Regions from separate parts of the Sus scrofa genome. Here region 1 is linked to region 2. The links are chromatin contacts, called in public Hi-C maps. All regions are on one chromosome and are shown on one strand. Each heading gives the region's core, a stretch centred on a gene start, on an enhancer-like site or on the middle of the called end of the contact. The rest is flanking DNA. Distances are from core to core; before and after follow the strand shown. Region 1 holds the start of GLRX5 (glutaredoxin-related protein 5, mitochondrial). Region 2 has its middle 24 kb from the start of DICER1.

The links. Hi-C and Micro-C count contacts between places; a contact is called where the count stands out from the background.
Region 1: a Hi-C map of retroperitoneal adipose tissue shows a contact between it and region 2, with 1.5 times the contacts expected there. The contact joins the promoter of GLRX5 here to the enhancer-like site in region 2. A contact is called at or near these places in 7 of 47 Hi-C or Micro-C datasets (alveolar macrophages, embryonic fibroblasts, heart right ventricle and 3 more) and 1 of 2 datasets of contacts at active chromatin or transcription factors (alveolar macrophages).

Annotation. Positions count from the first base shown.
Region 1 is chr7:116,785,497-116,789,387 of Sscrofa11.1, forward strand. It overlaps GLRX5 (glutaredoxin-related protein 5, mitochondrial), which reads left to right and starts at 1,850. Exons shown (of 2, transcript XM_001928993.6): 1 at 1,850-2,269. The coding sequence starts at 1,984. It overlaps LOC100525590 (a long non-coding RNA gene), which reads right to left and starts at 1,604. Exons shown (of 3, transcript XR_116071.3): 1 at 1,484-1,604; 2 at 990-1,202.
Region 2 is chr7:116,431,052-116,434,867 of Sscrofa11.1, forward strand. It overlaps a transcript of DICER1 not described here. Among named protein-coding and RNA genes, the nearest start is that of DICER1, 24 kb to the left of the region's middle. Within about 2 kb of position 1,715, at least 2 of the 83 cell types and tissues checked have an H3K27ac peak or open chromatin away from gene starts, as enhancers often do. A contact at or near this core is called in retroperitoneal adipose tissue, where this site is marked.

The sequences.
Region 1 (3,891 bases), core at 600-3,099, 350 kb after region 2:
AGTATGCATAGAATGGATAAACAACAAGGTCCTGCTATATAGCACAGGCAACTCTATTCAATATCCTGTGATAAGCCATAATGGAAAAGAATATATATGTATAAATGAATCACTTTGATGTACAGCAGAAATTAACACAACATTGTAGATCAACTACATTTCAGTAACAAAAAAAAAAAAATTTTTTTTCTTTTTTTTTGGTCTTTTTAGGGCCGAATCCGCAGTATATGGAGGTTCCAGGCTAGGGATCGAATCCTAGCTGTAGCCCCTGGCCTACACCACAGCCACAGCAACACCAGATCCGAGCTGGTCTGCGACCTACACCACAGCTCTCATGGCAACCGGGATTCCTTAGCCCACTGAGCAAGGCCAGGGATCAAACCTGCGTCGTCATGGATGCTAGGGCGATTCGTTTCCGCTTAGTCACAACAGAAACTCCTAAAATAATTTTTAAAAAAAGTAACTTGTAGCAGTACTTAGTGTCCAACAGAAACCACTCCATCTGTTAAACAATATCTGACTGCAAAAAGCTGCTCTTACTGTCGGTTGATAGATAACGGCACTGGCACAGCCATTATCACCGTGGCAACAGTACCCAGGAACTATCAGAGGAAAATTGCACATCGTACTGCTGGCTCTTGAGCAGTTATGCCTCAGCTTCCTCTGAGTCTGCTTTCTCTGCAAGTCTGGTGTGCTCTAGGGTACCACCAACCCTGGGCGGCTCCAAGACTACAGATCACTTGGCGATGTCGCTGAGCCCCGCTCTCCCGGGAATCGTTCTTTCCACCAATATGTGCACCCGCCACGTTCCAAGCACTGTTCTAGGTACTGAGAATACAGCAGTGAATGAAGTCGAGGGTCCGGGAGAGAAGTCAACAAACAAGTTAGCAAACACGTGTCAAGGTGTAATAAGCACAATGGAGACTAGAGAAAGCAGTGGGTCTAAGGAAACTGCCTTTCCCTCCTCTGCACCCCACATTGCTTTGTACCTGCTTCTCATTTCTCAAGCTTTGGGCACAGGTCTCTCTGGAGGTCCCGCACCGGCCCCGTGCCTTGCACGCCACAGCTGCGCAGAAAACGTCTGTCGAACGAGCCAATTCCCTTCTTAGCTCCCGGTTCAACAAACCCTTCCTGGGCCCAGGCCCAGGGGCTTAAGTAGGCCGGAAAGTCAGCGAAGCCCCGATCACACAGACGAGAGCGCTCTACAGTGTTTTAAAATAAAAGCTGTTTTAGTGAAGTAATCGCGGCCCATGGGCGGAAACCAGGCCTCCGCTCTCACATGGGCGGCGGGACCGCGAGAGGCTCCGAGGCACAGGGCCAGGTCGGACGCGGTAGCCCTCGGCAGGCCTGGCCGCCAGAGCCCGGCTTGGTCCACGCTCCCGCCGCGAACGGCTGCGGCATTACAGACGCTCCGGGCCGCTCTCCTAGACCCAGACCTACTCCAGCGCCGCTACCACCCTTACGGCAAGAACCAGGCACCTACCAACCGCGCTGCCGTAGCAACGCAACCAGCCAGACACTGCACCGGAACCGGAACCTCCATCTGGCAGTGACCCCCCTTCCCCGACATCCTCGGAACGGCGAAACCCCGCCCAGTGCGTCCCACTCACCCGGAGTATCCCAGCAGGCCCGCCCGCCCTTGGTGGCGAAGTCGTCTTCCCGCTGGTTTCGCCTCTGCTAGTCTCAAGCGTGACCTTGATGGACATGCACTCTCTCCAATCAACTGATAGAGAGGTTGCCAACCGCCAATGGTAAGGCGTCAAGCTAAGGACCTCCTCCAAGCTATCGGGGCGGGACAAGTAATATGATTGGTAGAATCCAGTAATTGCCGGCCAGCGTTGTCCAATCACGTAGAGCTATTCGGAGCCGGTCCAATGAGGGTCTCCGGGGGACGGGGCGGGCCGCCGCTGGCCAGGCCCCAGCGAGGCTCCTGCTGTCTAACTCAGGTCCCGAGCTGTCCAGGGCTCCGGCGAGCGTACGGGGATGAGCGCGTCCCTGGGCCGGGCGGCGGCGGCTCTGCTCCGCTGGGGGCGCGGCGTAGGCGGTGGTCTGTGGGTCCCGGGCGTGCGGGCGGCGAGCTCGGGCGGGAGCGGCTCAGCGGAGCATCTGGACACGCTGGTGAAGAAGGACAAGGTGGTGGTCTTCCTCAAGGGGACGCCAGAGCAGCCCCAGTGTGGCTTCAGCAACGCCGTGGTGCAGATCCTGCGGCTGCACGGCGTCCGCGACTACGCGGCCTACAACGTGCTGGACGACCCCCAGCTCCGGCAAGGTCAGGGCCGGCGGGGGCGGGGCTGGGGGGCGACAGGCCGAGGCCTCTCTGCGGGGGGGAGGGTCTCTCCGCCAAGGTCTCTGCGGAGGTTCAAACGGGGTTAGGGCGCGGGCTTCCACTCCGCGTTGGAGGGTCTGGAGTGGGGGCGTGATCACCTTGAACCGGGTCTTGAGGATCTGGGGCCCTGGGCCAACCTGGGCAGTGGGGTAAGTCCTTACTTAGCTGTTCCCCCGAACCTCACTCTGAGCAGAAATAGGCATTCGGGGGCATTCTCTGGGGCTGAGTCCAAGTATCGTGGTCAGCAGCCTCACTCCTCGCTCTGCAGAGCTGGGAAGGTGGGACAAAGAGGGATACAGGGGGAACCACTAAGGAGACACTTTGAAGCCGTGACCTGTCTCGTGGATAAGTGTCCTGTTGATGGTGGAGGGAGGGCCGAGGTTGAGGCCAAGGGGGTCGGAGGCTGGTCTGCTGTGCCTCGAGGCTCGCGGTGTCAGGGACCGGCCACTGTTGTTGCTGCAAGGAGGGGCTTGACACAGCTTTTGGACTGGTCTTAGCCGGGTTCTGGCGTTGTGGGAGAAAAAGATAGGAAATTCGTTTTTAGGTACTCGAGATGGGGGAAAGCTGGGGGCTAGGGCTTGGAGAGGCTTGTAGGGATGGGATGGAGGGATGACTTTTGGGCCCCGGCTAACTCAGGTTTGGGAGCTCCAGGAGCCCAGGGCCAGGCAGATGGAGGAGGGTCTGGGCCTTTTCCCTGGGCCCTGGGGCAAGGTGGAGGGCCTTGGCAGCTAATTAGCGTCTTTCCTGTTGAACTCCAAGCTAAGATCCTTCCCTGCAGTCTTCTGTTTATCTGAGTGAAGGCAGAGAAAGAGGAAGAGACCGGAACCCCTGGGTCTGCCCTTGGCTAGGGTTGATGGTGTTGCTGGAGAAATGGGGAGACGATGCTTGTACCCTCCGAAGGGTGGCCTTTACGTTAGACTTTCAGTGTCTGAGTTCCAGCATCGCCCTCGTATCAGGCTTTTGACAGTGTTCTGGAGGGAGTTTGAGGGCACCAGGTTCTCTGGTGTTCTACAAGGAGAATTCTGCTTTTGAAGTTGTCAATCGTAGACACTCCGACATCAAGGAGCCAGGCCGGTGTCACGGAGAGGCTTTGGGCTAGAGTCCTTCTGCGGCCAGTCAGCCACAGAGCAAGTCACACACGTGCATTTTCCTTCTCAGTAGCAGGAGGATGATGAAACCACACTTGACAACGTTTTTGCGAGGGAAAAAGAGAAAGAAAAACTTTTTCGAAAGTGCCTGTCATCTTTCCTGGCACACAGAAGACACCCATTAAATGGTCTCTGTTTTATTATTAGCACTTTATGTTTTGAAAAGTTCCTCCCCACCCAGGTTATCTGATCCTTAGAGAGCTCTTGGTTTTGGTGGATGGAAAAGAGGAGCGGAGAAGGCAGCTTAGCGTTCCCAGGTATATGTCATTACAGTGTATTGTGCTTATGATCCTCTGTCTTCTTGAAATGCTCCCAGTTGCGGGGTTTTTTTTCAAAGACAGGGTGAGCTGCAGTCTTCAGCTGGCACTGGCGTTCCTGCTTGAAAGATTAGATAGGAGAAACTGCTCTGCAATCTCC
Region 2 (3,816 bases), core at 465-2,964:
CAAAAAATGTTTTCTAAATTCCTATCTCATTGCAGATGTGTGAGTTGTCACCTAAAAAAGAACAACCACAATAACTAACAGCGTTCGCCAGCTTCAGCAATGGGAAAGCCTACAATACCAGTAAAACTCCCCATTTGATGGCAATTCTCTTCTGGGAAATTAACCCTTTTCTCCGCAGACAATGTTTCCATGCACTAGTCATATGTACCTCACTCATGAAGGACCAGGCGCAGATCTGTCCAAAATCAGAATAGTAATCATCTTTTCAAAGGCCTTAATAGACAAGCAATATTATTTTCCATAAAACTGCTTTGGCTTCTAAGGCCTTTAAAAAGTAATATCAACTAATTGATCCACTCAACAAATCCAAGCACCTTCTATACATAAGCTCTGTTCAGCGCTATCTTTACTACCCCTACGAACTTGTAAACCTTAATGCAGCATGACCGTCAGTGTCACTGTGAGCTTCAAAACTCAGAACGCCAAGGCCAAAAAAAAATTTTTTTGGCTTTTCCAGGGCTGAATCGGTGGCATATGGACGTTCCCAGGCTAGGGGTTGAATCAGAGCTGCAGCTGCCGGCCTGCACCACAGCCACCACAGCAATGCGGGATCCGAGCCACATCAGTAACCTACACCACAGCTCACAGCAACACCAGATCCTTAACCCACTGAGCAAGGCCGGGGATTGAACCTGCATCCTCATGGATGCTAGTCAGATTTGTTTCCGCTGAGCCATGATGGGAACTCCACTAAGGCCAAAACTGAAGTCTTTCGTGTCTTATTCCCTAGATGTCTTGCGGACATCCTCAGACAATGCTTTCTTGCGGCATCTTCTTAGTCACCTATTTAAAATGGATAGCAACTCTGCATAGTGAAGGAGAACCCAAAATTCACTGCCAATGTTAGATAAGTCCAAAAGCTACTTGGTACTCAAAATTCACTTTAACAAAGGCCTTCTTACATGTCTGAAAATTTCACTTTCATCCACTAGATCTCAAGACTGTGTTTCTCTCCGTATTCATCCATCCAATCTATACCATCACCCAACAGCAGAGAGACTGTGGAAAATCCTGCCTGCCTATGCTCTCGAGAAGAGTCCATGTGTGAATGGACTGTTATTCGGCATCTGTCAAAAGCCTGTAGAGAAAAATGCTACATGAGGGAAATCACCTGGAAAGATAAATTAACTAGTTGCCAATGACTCAAATCACCAGGATGCTGTACACCTGCGCTACTAAGCTTCTCCGTTCTGCCTGAGGCCTTATCCAGTTTCTCCAAAGCAGCATGTGAAAAATTTCTCTATCATTTGTAAAAAGTAAAACGTTTTCTCCATACATTGCTAATGTCATCTTTTTACCTAAGAATCCAAATGCTCATTCTTCACACAAGAGGCTGCTTCTGATGAATTGGTACACTTCCTTTCATTAATCAATGCCAACTCTAATTAGTCCTGCTTCCTCTTTTGCTTTGACTAATAAAACACTGAAAAAATAACAAACTTTAGCTACATGGAGATGCTAATGATCCCTGTTCAAAGCCTCTCATCGAATCCCCCCAGCTCTCTCCACACTCCGTCCCTCAGGCTCAGAGTCCTCTCAAACACCTGTCTGTTAGAAGGCCCTCTTGAACCCATCCTCAGAGGAGCCAATCAAACACATACATCCCCGGGGCTTTGAGAGCGTGCTGCACTCACGAACGTGCCAGAGCACAAGGGGAAACCACTCGGCTCCAACTTACTCTTTACCCAAGTTAAGCACAGACCTGACCAGTACCTCCCTCTGGCATCCAACAGAGCACAACGAGGGCGCCACGATGGATCAACCGAATGAATTCAGCTACTTGCTAATACGGATGGAAACGGAGATCATTAAAAACAGCTAAGTCTTTGGCCTCAAAAAGATTAAAGTCTTCTATTAACAAATAGTTGCTATTTGTGGGAAAGTAGAACTATCCGGAACTACCCTGAGAAAACTCATATTGCAATAAATTCGGAGTCTATTCTAGTGTTCTGGCGATTAAGAAACAATCTGACCACTTCTTGCTTGATGATCAAGAAACAAATCCCCAAGAAGTGAAAGCTGGGATTCAAACAGATAATCTGTACACCTCTGTTCACAGCAGCATTGTTTACAAAGCCAAAACGCACAAGCAACACAAGAATCCATCGAAGAATGAATGGAGAAGCAAAATGGGGTGCATCCATGTATGATGAAATATTACTCAGCCTTGAAAAAGCAGGAAATTCTGACACAGGCTACAAGATGCATGATTCTGGAAGATGCAATGTTAAGTCACAAAAGGACAATGTTGTTTTGATTCTGCTTACGTTAGGTTCCAAGAGCCGTCAGATTCATAGAGACAGAGAACAGAACGATGGTGGCCTGGGCCGGGGAGGATGGTGGAATGGGGAGTTAACGCTGAGCGGGGACAGTCTCAGTTGAGGAAGATGAATGGTGATGATGGCTGCAGAACAATGTGAATGCACTTAATGCCACAGCACTGCATTATTAACACTTAAAAATGGTTAAGATGGTACCTTTTGTTGTATTTTACCACAAAAAAGGAGGCAAATGTTAAGTAATTCAGATAATCAAAGGTCACCTGGACACTTAAGGTGAGACAGTTTCAATTCATTCAGCAAGTATTAACTAAGGACTTACGTGCAACTTATGCAGGTTTTTCACCTCAAGTCCACTTGCAGCAGCGATGCAATGCAACGCAAGGATAAGCGCCCACACGTAAAGACTGTGAAATCAGAGCAGGATCCAATCCTGGCTCTGTCACTTCTAGAGTCAGAACCCTCTAAGTCTTAGCTTCCTTGCATGTAAAATAAGACAACATGGAGTTCCCGTCGTGGCGCAGTGGTTAACGAATCCCACTAGGAACCATGAGGTTGTGGGTTCGGTCCCTGCCCTTGCTCAGTGGGTTAACGATCTGGCGTTGCCGTGAGCTGTGGTGTAGGTTGCAGACACGGCTCGGATCCCACGTTGCTGTGGCTCTGGCGTAGGCCGGTGGCTATAGCTCCGATTGGACCCCTAGCCTGGGAACCTCCATATGCCTCGGGAGCGGCCCAAGAAATAGCAAAAAAAAAGACAAAAAAAATAAATAAATAAAATAAGACAACATTAAGTTGAATGTCCATGAAATACCTACTTTCTCAAATGAAACAAGTATCTCCTCCATCTGTCCCAGAGCGGCAGGGAATAAATATCTCAGTGCCTTAAAGGTCAGCCTTCTTGAAGACAGGAGTACTTTAAAAGTACTACCCACTGCACACCACCACAAAATCACTGTCAAATTAGGATCATGAGCCACATCAAGATAAAAATGTCTTCTAAAACCAAGACAATACAATTCAGCAATGGCAAAACCACTTCACATACAACTCACACACAGACCCACAGGCATAATACAAGAAGCAGAACTAGCCTTTAATGATGAGAAGACAGCATAAAAAGGAAAGCAAGCCCTTACTGCAGAAAAAGGAGGGCTTTGCTCCCCAAATGAAACGTGGACATCTTTTCTTAAAACAGCATTTTGATGCCTTGAATAAATCCCTCATTGCCATTTAAGTATCCATAGTGACATATTAAAGGCAATCTCTGCAGTGTTTCTAACCTATAGTTTTATAAAATATGTCCTGAAATGAAGTTCTGAAGTAACCATATATGTTTCATATATTACTTACAATATACATATGCCCCAGAGGGACAGCAAGCTTTAAAGACAATGCTTTGCAAAATAAACTGATTATTCCAGAACCTACTTCCCAAAGATACTAATACTAAAATTACTATTCACTAGCAGCACATTCA